2 separate regions of the Sorghum bicolor genome follow, and region 2 is linked to region 1. The links are chromatin contacts, called in public HiCAR-type maps. All regions are on one chromosome and are shown on one strand. Each heading gives the region's core, a stretch centred on a gene start, on an enhancer-like site or on the middle of the called end of the contact. The rest is flanking DNA. Distances are from core to core; before and after follow the strand shown.

Region 1 (4,981 bases), core at 1,405-3,904:
GGTTGCTTGACAGATTTGGTTATATATTGAATGTACGAAGTTTGTGAGCGCCACCTCACTTAGGGCTTGTTTACTTCCCAGAAAATTTTGCAAAATTTTTCACATTCCCCGTCACATCAAATATTTACACCCATGCATGAAGTATTAAATATAGACGAAAATAAAAACTAATTGCACAGTTTGGTCGAAATTGACGAGACGAATCTTTTGAGTCTAGTTAGTCCATAATTGGAAAATATTTGTCAAATACAAACGAAAGTGCTACAGTGTCCATTTCCTAAAATTTTTCGGAACTAGGCCTTGTTTAGTTCCAAAATATTTTGCAAAATGGACACTATAGCTCTTTCGTTTGTATTTGACAAATACTGTCCAATCATGGACTAACTAGGCTCAAAAGATTTGTCTCGTCAATTCCGACCAAACTATGCAATTAGTTTTTATTTTTATCTATATTTAGTACTTCATGCATGTATCTAAAGATTCGATGTGACGGGAAATCTAAAAAAATTTGTAAAATTTTTTGGGAACTAAACAGATCGGATACGAATAAATATTATTAATATTATATTTATTTTCATATTTTTGTTTGGATTTAGATTCAAATACGAATAATGTCAATCATATCGGATAAGATACGATTGCATGTGGACATCATAAATATACGATTTAAGTATTTGGATACGGATACGGTATTAGATGTTGAATATTCAGACTCGAATACAGATAGATCTAAATATCTCTAAACGAATTCGGTCCAAATATAGTCAGAAAATATCCATATCGTTTTGATTCCTACGCGCAGCCCGGCCAAAAACGAAAAAGCTCCACGTGAGCCTCGTTTGGGATAAATTTTGGTAGAAGCAAGAGAATAACTAGCAGTTCTACAGCTGAGGTGAGGCTCCACCCGTGCCTTGTCAGTGGCAGAACACAGACAAACCAGCAGCACCCAGATGGTAACCGGATGTGAGCGATAGAAATGATGGCGGCCGAAGATCTGACGGCTGTAAAATCTCTCCTGTTGAGGACAGAAACAACAACCGGTTGATGTGTGATTCTGCTTTTCCCACACAAAGTCACGTGTTCATTGAACAAATGCTGCCTACTATTACACGCGACATCGACACCTTTTTTTTTTTTTTTGGCTCGGAGAGCTGGGCCTTGTTTAGTTCTCAAAAAATTTTGCAAAATTTTTCAGATTCCCCGTCACATCGAATCTTTAGACTCATGCATGAAGTATTAAATATAGATGAAAATAAAAACTAATTGTACAGTTTGGTCGAAATTGACGAGACGAATCTTTTGAGTCTAGTTAGTCCATAATTGGACAATTTTTGTCAAATACAAACGAAAGTGCTACAGTGTCGATTTTGCAAAATTTTTTGGAACTAAACAAGGCTCTAGAGTAATTTTGATTGACCGAATCGCCGATCTCTGGCCTGGAAGGAGCGCAACGCTTCCAGGTACTCAGCCTCCCCAAAGTCCGGCCACATCTTGTCGGTGAAGAAGAACTCCGAGTACGCCGACTGCCACAGCAGGAAGTTGCTGAGCCTCAGCTCGCCGCTGGTTCTGACGACAAGGTCAGGGCAGGAGAACTCGCCGTGGCCGGCGGCGCTCGTCGCGAGCTTGCCGGCGACCAGCGACTCGTCGACGTCGTCCGGGCTGAGCCGCCCCGCCTGCGCCTCCCGGACGAGCTCCCGGCACGCCTGGACCATGTCCCATCGCCCGCTGTAGCAGATCGCCAGCATCACGTGCAGCTGCGAGTTGTGCCGCGTCGCCTCGTCGGCTTGCTCCGCCGCGCTCCGCAGAGACGCTGGCATCTGTGTGGCGTCGCCGATGACCTGCAGCCGGATCCCCTGCCTTGACAGCTTGTCGATGTTGTCGCCTATCAGCCACTCCGACAAACCCATCATGTAGTCCACCTCAGCCTGCATGCACATACGATCGAGGAAACAAGAAAACCGTGCGTACGTGTCAGGCTCGTCCGCGAAGTATTTGTGTGTGTGTGTGTATATATATATATATATATATGCAAGTATTGAAAAGGGAGAGCTAAGCTGTTAACGAAGGCGGCAGCGGCGGGCCGTACCTTGGGGCGGCTCAAGTTTTCGCGGGAGCAGACGAAGGCGGTGAGAGCGCGGATGCCCCAGGCGCGCGAGAGGCCAACGATCCGCTCCAGGTTGCGGCCGCCGGCCTTGTGGCCGTCGGCGGGCGTCAGACCCCGCGCGCGCGCCCACCGTGAGTTCCCGTCCATCACCACCGCGACGTGCCGCGGCAGCGACTCCGGGCGCAGCCCGCTCTGGAGAAGCGCCTCGGCCGCGCGGTCGGCGGCGCCAGAAACGCCCGTCGTCGTGTCGGCGGCCCGCGCGCGTGGAGGCAGGAGGCGCGCGCGCCTGGAGCGAGCCGGCGGCGGCGCTGCGGCTGCTAGCCGCCAGGTGGTGGTGGTGGTGGTGGTTGTAGACGAAGAGTGTGAGAGCAGCATCATGATCCGTGTACGTCCGTCACTCCGTCGATCTAGGCCAGTCTTTGGGTGGAGTTGGCTATAGCTCTCACGTACGCCTACGCACAAACGTGGCTCGCTGTGCCCGTGTGCAAAACAGCTCGATGGAAGGAATTTGTAGCGTCCAGGGCAGCTTTGCTCTCGTCTACTACTATTTTTGCCGACATCTTTCAAGGAAAAAAAAAAGTACACTATTTGCCGTTTCTCTCGGCTTGTGGCATCCTGCAAGTCGTCGTCAACCAAACTTAAACAGTCTTCTCTTCTTTTGGAGCGCTGAGGGGGACAGTCTTTTGAAAATTTGGGAACGACACGGGTGAGACACGAGGAAGCGCCAAGGATCCAGTGGCGAAACGAGGTTAATTCCATTGGCACACGTTCGGGCATGAACACAAGTCGGAAGGGCCTATTATCCCGGTTTCCGAGCCGATGCTGCTCTTCCGAGACTAAAGGTTCATCCTTTAGTCCCGGTTCGAGAAACCGGGGCTAAAGCCCCCCCTTAACACCAACCGGTATTAAAGGGTCCTGCCAGGGCTGCCACGTTGCAGGACCCTTTAACACTTACCAACCGGTGTTAAGGGTTTCTTTTTTTTGGTTTACTTTTTCGGTTCTGTTTATTATTTTTATATAGAATAATAATAGGTTTTTCAATATATATTTTTGCTGATACAATAATATATTTATATTACACGCATATTAAGCATATATAAATGAAAATTATAGGCTTAGCTTTATAATTAAGCTTTGCCTATAATAAAATGAATAGGCCACATCAAAAATTAAATAGATATGTAAAAAGCTTTATATATATATAGTTTTATAAGTACAAAATTCGTAACACATATATACATAGAGTTTTTTCTCCCAATGTCTAAAAACGATAGAAATGATCATCGTTGTTTGGAATAAGAGTTTCGTTGCCGTTGAAGTGAAAACTCGCCGTTTGGATTGATCACTTGCTCGTGGAGAAATCCTGCTATTGTCTCTTGGATAGCTTTGATTCGGTATTTTTGTATGACCTTTTCCCTCAACCATTTCGTCTTTAATTTGAAATAAATAAAAAAGGTATTAGTTATCTAAGTTATTCAATATAATTCAGGAGATAATGAAAAGAGACATGTAACGTACTCTGAGCGTCTCTGTGGGTGTTTGATTGACTTGTGCCATCATGAATTTGCACACGTAATATGCACATAGATTGTTCCCCTTCTTGTCTTAAACACCACTGTACGATATATATATATATATATATATATATATATATATATATATATATATATATATATATATATATATATAATATTCACGACCACGACAATAAGAAGGCTAAAAGTTAGCGAAAGTTTGCTAGCTAGTAGAACTTACTTGTGGATGTATTATGTTAAGCGACGCTTTACATCCACTGAGATGTTCACGGTCAATGAATCTTTCCCAAACCCTACACACAGCCATTGTGGATCATGAACTAATAATTACAGAGTAATATTATGATATTCTTCTAGCTGAGATCGACATTACGTACCTTTGAATAATGTTTACCATTTGTTGATAATTTTCTTGTGGTTTTCTCATTGAGTCAAAGATTATCAACCGGTTCTTGGGAATTTCAATGACCATGAGTATCCAGTGAAAGCTGTTTACACACATATACATAGTCAGGCCTATATATAACTATATAAAACTTGTCTCGAGTAATAATTATTAAAATAAAATATGCATGCATTTAATAACTATATAACTCACTCAAAGTTGAAGGGGAAGAGTATTTTTTGTTTTTCTTTTTGGTTCACAAAGAACCTCAGAAGATTGGTGCAAACTTTTGTCTCATGAGCTGCTGTCCACACTGCTTGCGGAGCTTTGAAAACAATATAAGGGTCAACGAACCCAATACTATTGTCATTTCTGATTCTGAGCTCTCTCATTTGGTGCCTGCATATATACATACAAATCCTAAGTGTGTAAGGATTATATACATGTAATTAAAGAAGTTATAAGTATAATAAAAAGAAAAAAATATTTACAGACAAAAGTAGCTGACAAGAGATTTGTCGAGAGCGTCGAGGTGACATAATTGGTGCAATTCTTCGAACTGCACGTATATGAGGTCATCTCCACGGAAGTAGTGATGTTGTCTAATACGAATAGAAATCAAATTCTCTCTCCTTTTAGACGCCTCGATGCACCATTTGTTTATTGCAAACATTTGTGTGCCGAGCTCATGTAAATGCTGAGGGTCGAATAGACTCCTGCCCGGGTCATATCTTGCCCTCCATTGATCAACTACCTCAGCTTTTTCAAATGTTTGGCATCCAATAATGGCGGCAATTTCTTCCACATTTAAACCGCTCTGTCCAAAGTAACGCTCAAGCGAGTCTAGCTCAGACAACGCTAAGGATTTCTTTGGCATCAAGTCTTTATTTGAGTCGTATTGATTTGGCACAATCAAAGGGGCACCGGTTTTGATACTTCTCCGAGCTGTGGGACCCC
Region 2 (5,045 bases), core at 2,308-4,807, 210 kb after region 1:
AACATGTAATAACTAGAATAATACACTTCTTGCTCTCGCAAAAGAGACACTTTTTTTATCAGGATACTCATTTGGACGTACTCATAGATCATTTTCCATACACCTTGCTAGTCATGAATCATTGAATTGTTTCATTCAGGGTTCAGATTATTCGCTATGGATTTTTGATAAATTTGATATTTCAAGTTTTACTGGTCAGTTCGTCGCTGAAATTTGGCTTATGCTAATGCTGATGTTGATTTGTTGTGAGATAAAAACATTGTTCTTTCACTGAGAAGTAGTGCCGAAGAACAGGGTAGCACTACTATGTATTTAACTTTTTAGCATGTTTTTCACCTCCAATTTGATCAGAATTGGCGGTAAAAATTTATCACTCCTGGTTCAAAAGCCGGAGAAGAAGTTGTAGATCATATTGGAGGTGAAAAGGTTGTTAACTTATATATCAAAGTTTAAAGTTTTCAAATAACCTCAGATATTAACTTGGTATATATCAAAATTGTAGTTCTCAATATGATCTATAGCTTCACAGTTAAATTTTTTATTTAAAGTCGTTTAGAGTCCTAAATGTGTGTTTTAAGTTCATATATTATGAAATTTAAAATTTTAGAATTTCTAAATGACCTTGAATATTCATGTAGTTAATACCAAACTTGTAATCGCCAATCTGATTTACATGTTTGTTGTTAGTAAGTTTTTTATTTTAAGATTTTTAGTGTCTAGAATATTCAGCTATTTAAACTCACTTATTGTTTATGCTTATGAAATATGAGATAAAATTGAAGGTAGAAGAAAGGGATATAATCAAATTCTTGATTTGATCTTCAATGAAACCACCCTTTGTATGAAAATGGAGAGTGATCATATTTGAATTCAAAGCACTACCGTACCAATTTTGTGCTTCAATATAATTTCTCATAGTAAGTGTTATACTCCCTTCAAACCAATAATGAAAGTCATTTTGGACAAGGTTTGGATCAAATATTGAGAATATAAATCATGAATAATTTTTAAGTTGTTGAATTTGGAAATGTGAAAACCATATATTGTCTTGAAAAATACTTTCATAAAAGTATATACATATACCACTTTTTGATAAATATTTTTATAAAAATATGGAGTCAAAGTTAGGTTTTGGAGGCCATATTATTGTTATAAACGACTTCCTTTATGGATATAGAGAAGTAGCTTATTTCTAATACTTAGCAGCTTGGTCAAACCAAGCTTCCGCAATTTTTGAATTGCCCTATAGAATTGCATGTTCTCCTCGGTCGGAATAGTAGTTCCTTTCCCAGAACCGGAAACAACCTGCGGCTCAGTTTTGTGTTGTGTTTTATGCTCAGTTTCGTGTTTATAATACTTAACCATTTTTAGTTGGGTTGAGTAACTCCTAACACAGCATGGTAATACTCCCTCTATATCCATAAAGAAAATCATTTTGGACAAGATTTAAGTTAAACATTATTAGCAATATAAATTATGAATAATTTTTAAGTTGTTGAATTTGGAAATGTGAAAATTATATAAATAGATTTGTGTTGAAACATACTTTCATAAAAATATATGTATACCACTTTTTGATAAATAATTTTATAAAAATAAGAAGTCAAAATTAGACTTTAGGGACCATGTCTTTGTCCTAAATAACTTCTGTGAGTATGGAGCGAATATTATTGAACTCGGCAGCCTGCTGCTGCAATGCGTGGGCTTCCTGCTAGTTTGGTATGGTATGGTATGCTTCGATCGATCACTTCGCTATAATTTAAAGTTGATCCAAACAGAACCTTGGTACTATCAACCACCAAATTTGATGTTGTTCCGCATTTCATAATGAGCGCTTGATGTTGTCTATTGAAGCGAGTAAATGACGATTGACAGTGACTCATCGTACATACCTAATTCATTTCCATATCGAAGTCGTTTTCACACAAGAATAAAAGGTTTACACGCGAGGTGCCGTGGATTATTATTTACAACAAGTGTACTGATGGTACACGTAATAGCAGGAATAAAAACGTTTGACTCGATTGGTCATATGCTGACTATTTAATTACGTAAAATGAAAAAAAAAAGAAAAAAGGATGCACATCATGCATGTCGTCACATTAGTGGGAAGGACGGGCGGATGGCGATGCCGCAGAGCCCCTCCGGCTTGCCGGCGACGTCCTTCCTCATCTTGATGTATCCGCCGTCGCCCCAGCTCGCCCCCCACGAGTTCTTGATGATCCAGTACTTGTCCCCGTCCTCCTCCTCCTGCCCGTAGCCTACGACGGTGACGCCGTGGTTCAGGCTGGTCCCGCACGGCCCGTTGTAGACGCCCCTCTTGTAGTGCTGGAAGTTGTCCCCGCCGGCCTCGATGGACACGGCCACCGGCTGCCCCGCCACGGCGTTCGCCAGCGACGCCTCGCTCCGGGTGGCCACTCGCCGGAGCCCCGCGATGCTGGCCGCGTTGTGGGCGAGCTTGGCCCTGTTGCAGGCGTCCGTGGTGCCCGTGTACGGGTAGTCCTCCTCCGTGGTGAGCCCGCCGTTGGAGGTGATCCACCGCAGCGCGCGGTAGCTGATGCCGCCGTCGCAGCCGGCGTCCAGCGTGTCGCAGTCCACCAGCTCCTGCTCCGACAGCGACACCAGCTTCCCCGTCCGGATCTGGTAGATCCCTTCAACCACCGCTACCGTCGAGAAGGCCCAGCACGACCCTGCACCACGATCCGACGATCCGATTCCGATTCATGCATGTGTTGGGTTGGGGAGCACATGCAGATGCAGGCAAAAGCATGTGTTTTGCGCAGTGACGACAAAGCATGTGGTTATTAGGGACAGCTGATCAGAGCAATAATAGGTGGCAAATGACTGGTGACTGCCAGTACGGAATGACATGATGATGATGCTCTTTAGTTTACGGAATTCTACTGTACATACCACATCGGCCTTGGTTCTTCACCGGCGTCACGGCGCCGCTGGCCCGCCAGTCCACGCTCGCCGGCGCGGCGGTGGACAGGTTCACGTACACCGGCAGCTGGCCGACGGCGTCAACAGGCCCCGCGCGGGTGGTGATCACCGCCTCCGCGGCGTCGTCCTCGTCTTCGTCGGCAGGCAGCTGCGCCGGCGAGGGGGCCGCCGTGTACATGGCCATGAACTCCTGGTTGGTGAGGTCGGTGTAGGCCGTCTCGCCGAGCTCGTAAGTGAGCCCCGCGGCCTCGGCCTCGGCGTTGGTGGCCTCGATGTACGCCATGTTGCGCGCGTACACCAGGAACCGCCGCCGGTCCTCGGCGACCGTGGCGTAGGACTTGTTGTACGCCGCCTTCCACCGCTGGAACCGCTCGATCATCGGGCTGTTGTCGTCGGTGCTGCTCCCCATGTCGCCGGCGTACGGTCTGTGGGCCGTCGCCGACGAGCAGCCATGGTGGAAGACTACAGCGAGGAGGAGGACCACCACGCATGGCAGCGACCGCTTGGAGGAGGACGCCATGGATGATCGGGACTGGTCGGCCTAGCCCGCGGTTGGTCTACACGCTAATGGTAACAGGATGAGACAAATGATTGATGGAGATGCATATATAAACGAGTGGTGCTGAGATGGATATACGTACACAACTGTGATTGGAGAGGGGACGGACAAGTCAAGTCTTGATGCACCTCGGCCCTTGTGCTGACAAAGCTAGAGCCAGTCAGACAGACACACCACACCAGTTCAATGATGCTCCGAAAAATATTTTGTGCAAACCATCTCTTCTCGGCAGAATTGTAAAAACCCCACTAGAAAAACATACCTGAGAGAAAAAACTGAAATGATACACATCCATAATACATCTATAAGAAAACTATTCAAACCCCATCTATAACAAGCATACTAAGGCCTTGTTTAGTTCACTCCGAAATCCAAAAAATTTTCAAGATTCTCTGTCACATCGAATCTTGCGGCATATGTATGAAATATTAAATATAGACGAAAATAAAAACTAATCACACAGTTTGACTGTAAATTACGAGACGAATCTTTTGACCTTAATTAGTCTATGATTGGACAATATTTACCATAAACAAACGAAAGTGCTACAGTAGCGAAATCCAAAAATTTTTCACATCTAAACAAGGCCTAAAAGAACAAATTTTATGTGCACATGCACTACTAGAGAAGTTTGCCTTTGTAGTGTATATGCACATGAAACTTGTTCTTTTCGTATGAATCTTTATAAAATTATTGGAATCTTAATTGTTTTTATAATATATGCGTTTAAGATGCACATTTTTTTTAGACTTGTTATATATGCGATGGGTTCTTTATTTATTTTTCATATATCGTTTGATAGCTTTAGATCGCTAGTCTATTACAATATCATAGTATAGGATTAATGTGGTAGGTTTAGCCATTAAAAAGAAACGCTACTTACTTGTTAGATAAAGTTGTGGTCGATGAGAAAAATGACCATGTGTATTATTCTGATGAACAGTAATGTATATATACATCTGGCAGTTGCTTTCTAGCGAAAAGGTGCCTATCGGTGATGCCTACTGGTGAACCGTCATTAGCAGTTGCTAATGACAAGAATTACAATAATTGATCACTAATTAATTATCCTAATTAATCTCAACACTCCCCCTTGATCAATTGATCTTGTGTAGGCATCCTTGTTTGTTCATCAATCAATGTCTTGTAGCTTTGGAAAACCCTAAGGGAAAAAACCGAAGTATATCGATATACCAGGCAAAACTCCTTAAAATCGAGTGGAAAAAATAAGAAGAAACACCATGATATATATTACTCCCAATTTTATAGACCCTCTGGGTATTCCCAAAGACATAGTCTAAAAAAACTTTGATCAAAGATCAATATGTCATATATTACCCTCGAAAAACCTCTGTGAGGAAAAATAGATAATATGGCATTTACTATGTGTAACTATTACCTCATTTAAAACTTTATATGAGAAAACTCTAGAAGAGTAAAACTCATATAAAGGAAAGAGTATAATGTATAGTGAAAATAGGTTCTACTTATAGAGATTATCCCCCTGATTCTCGTAAATCTTTAAGCCTTCTCATACCAATGC

What was found. HiCAR-type assays count read pairs that join an accessible place to other places.
Region 2: a HiCAR-type map of leaf shows a contact between it and region 1, with 3 times the contacts expected there. The contact joins the promoter of LOC8061666 here to the promoter of LOC8061664 in region 1. A contact is called at or near these places in 1 of 4 Hi-C or Micro-C datasets (leaf mesophyll) and 1 of 1 datasets of contacts at active chromatin or transcription factors (leaf).

The regions. Positions count from the first base shown.
Region 1 is chr2:18,316,465-18,321,445 of Sorghum_bicolor_NCBIv3, forward strand. LOC8061664 reads right to left here and starts at 2,655. Exons shown (of 2, transcript XM_002461914.2): 1 at 2,087-2,655; 2 at 1,280-1,925. The coding sequence starts at 2,482. The coding sequence ends at 1,398.
Region 2 is chr2:18,530,374-18,535,418 of Sorghum_bicolor_NCBIv3, forward strand. It overlaps LOC8061666 (ervatamin-B), which reads right to left and starts at 3,558. Exons shown (of 2, transcript XM_002461916.2): 1 at 2,914-3,558; 2 at 1,876-2,690. The coding sequence starts at 3,463. The coding sequence ends at 2,098.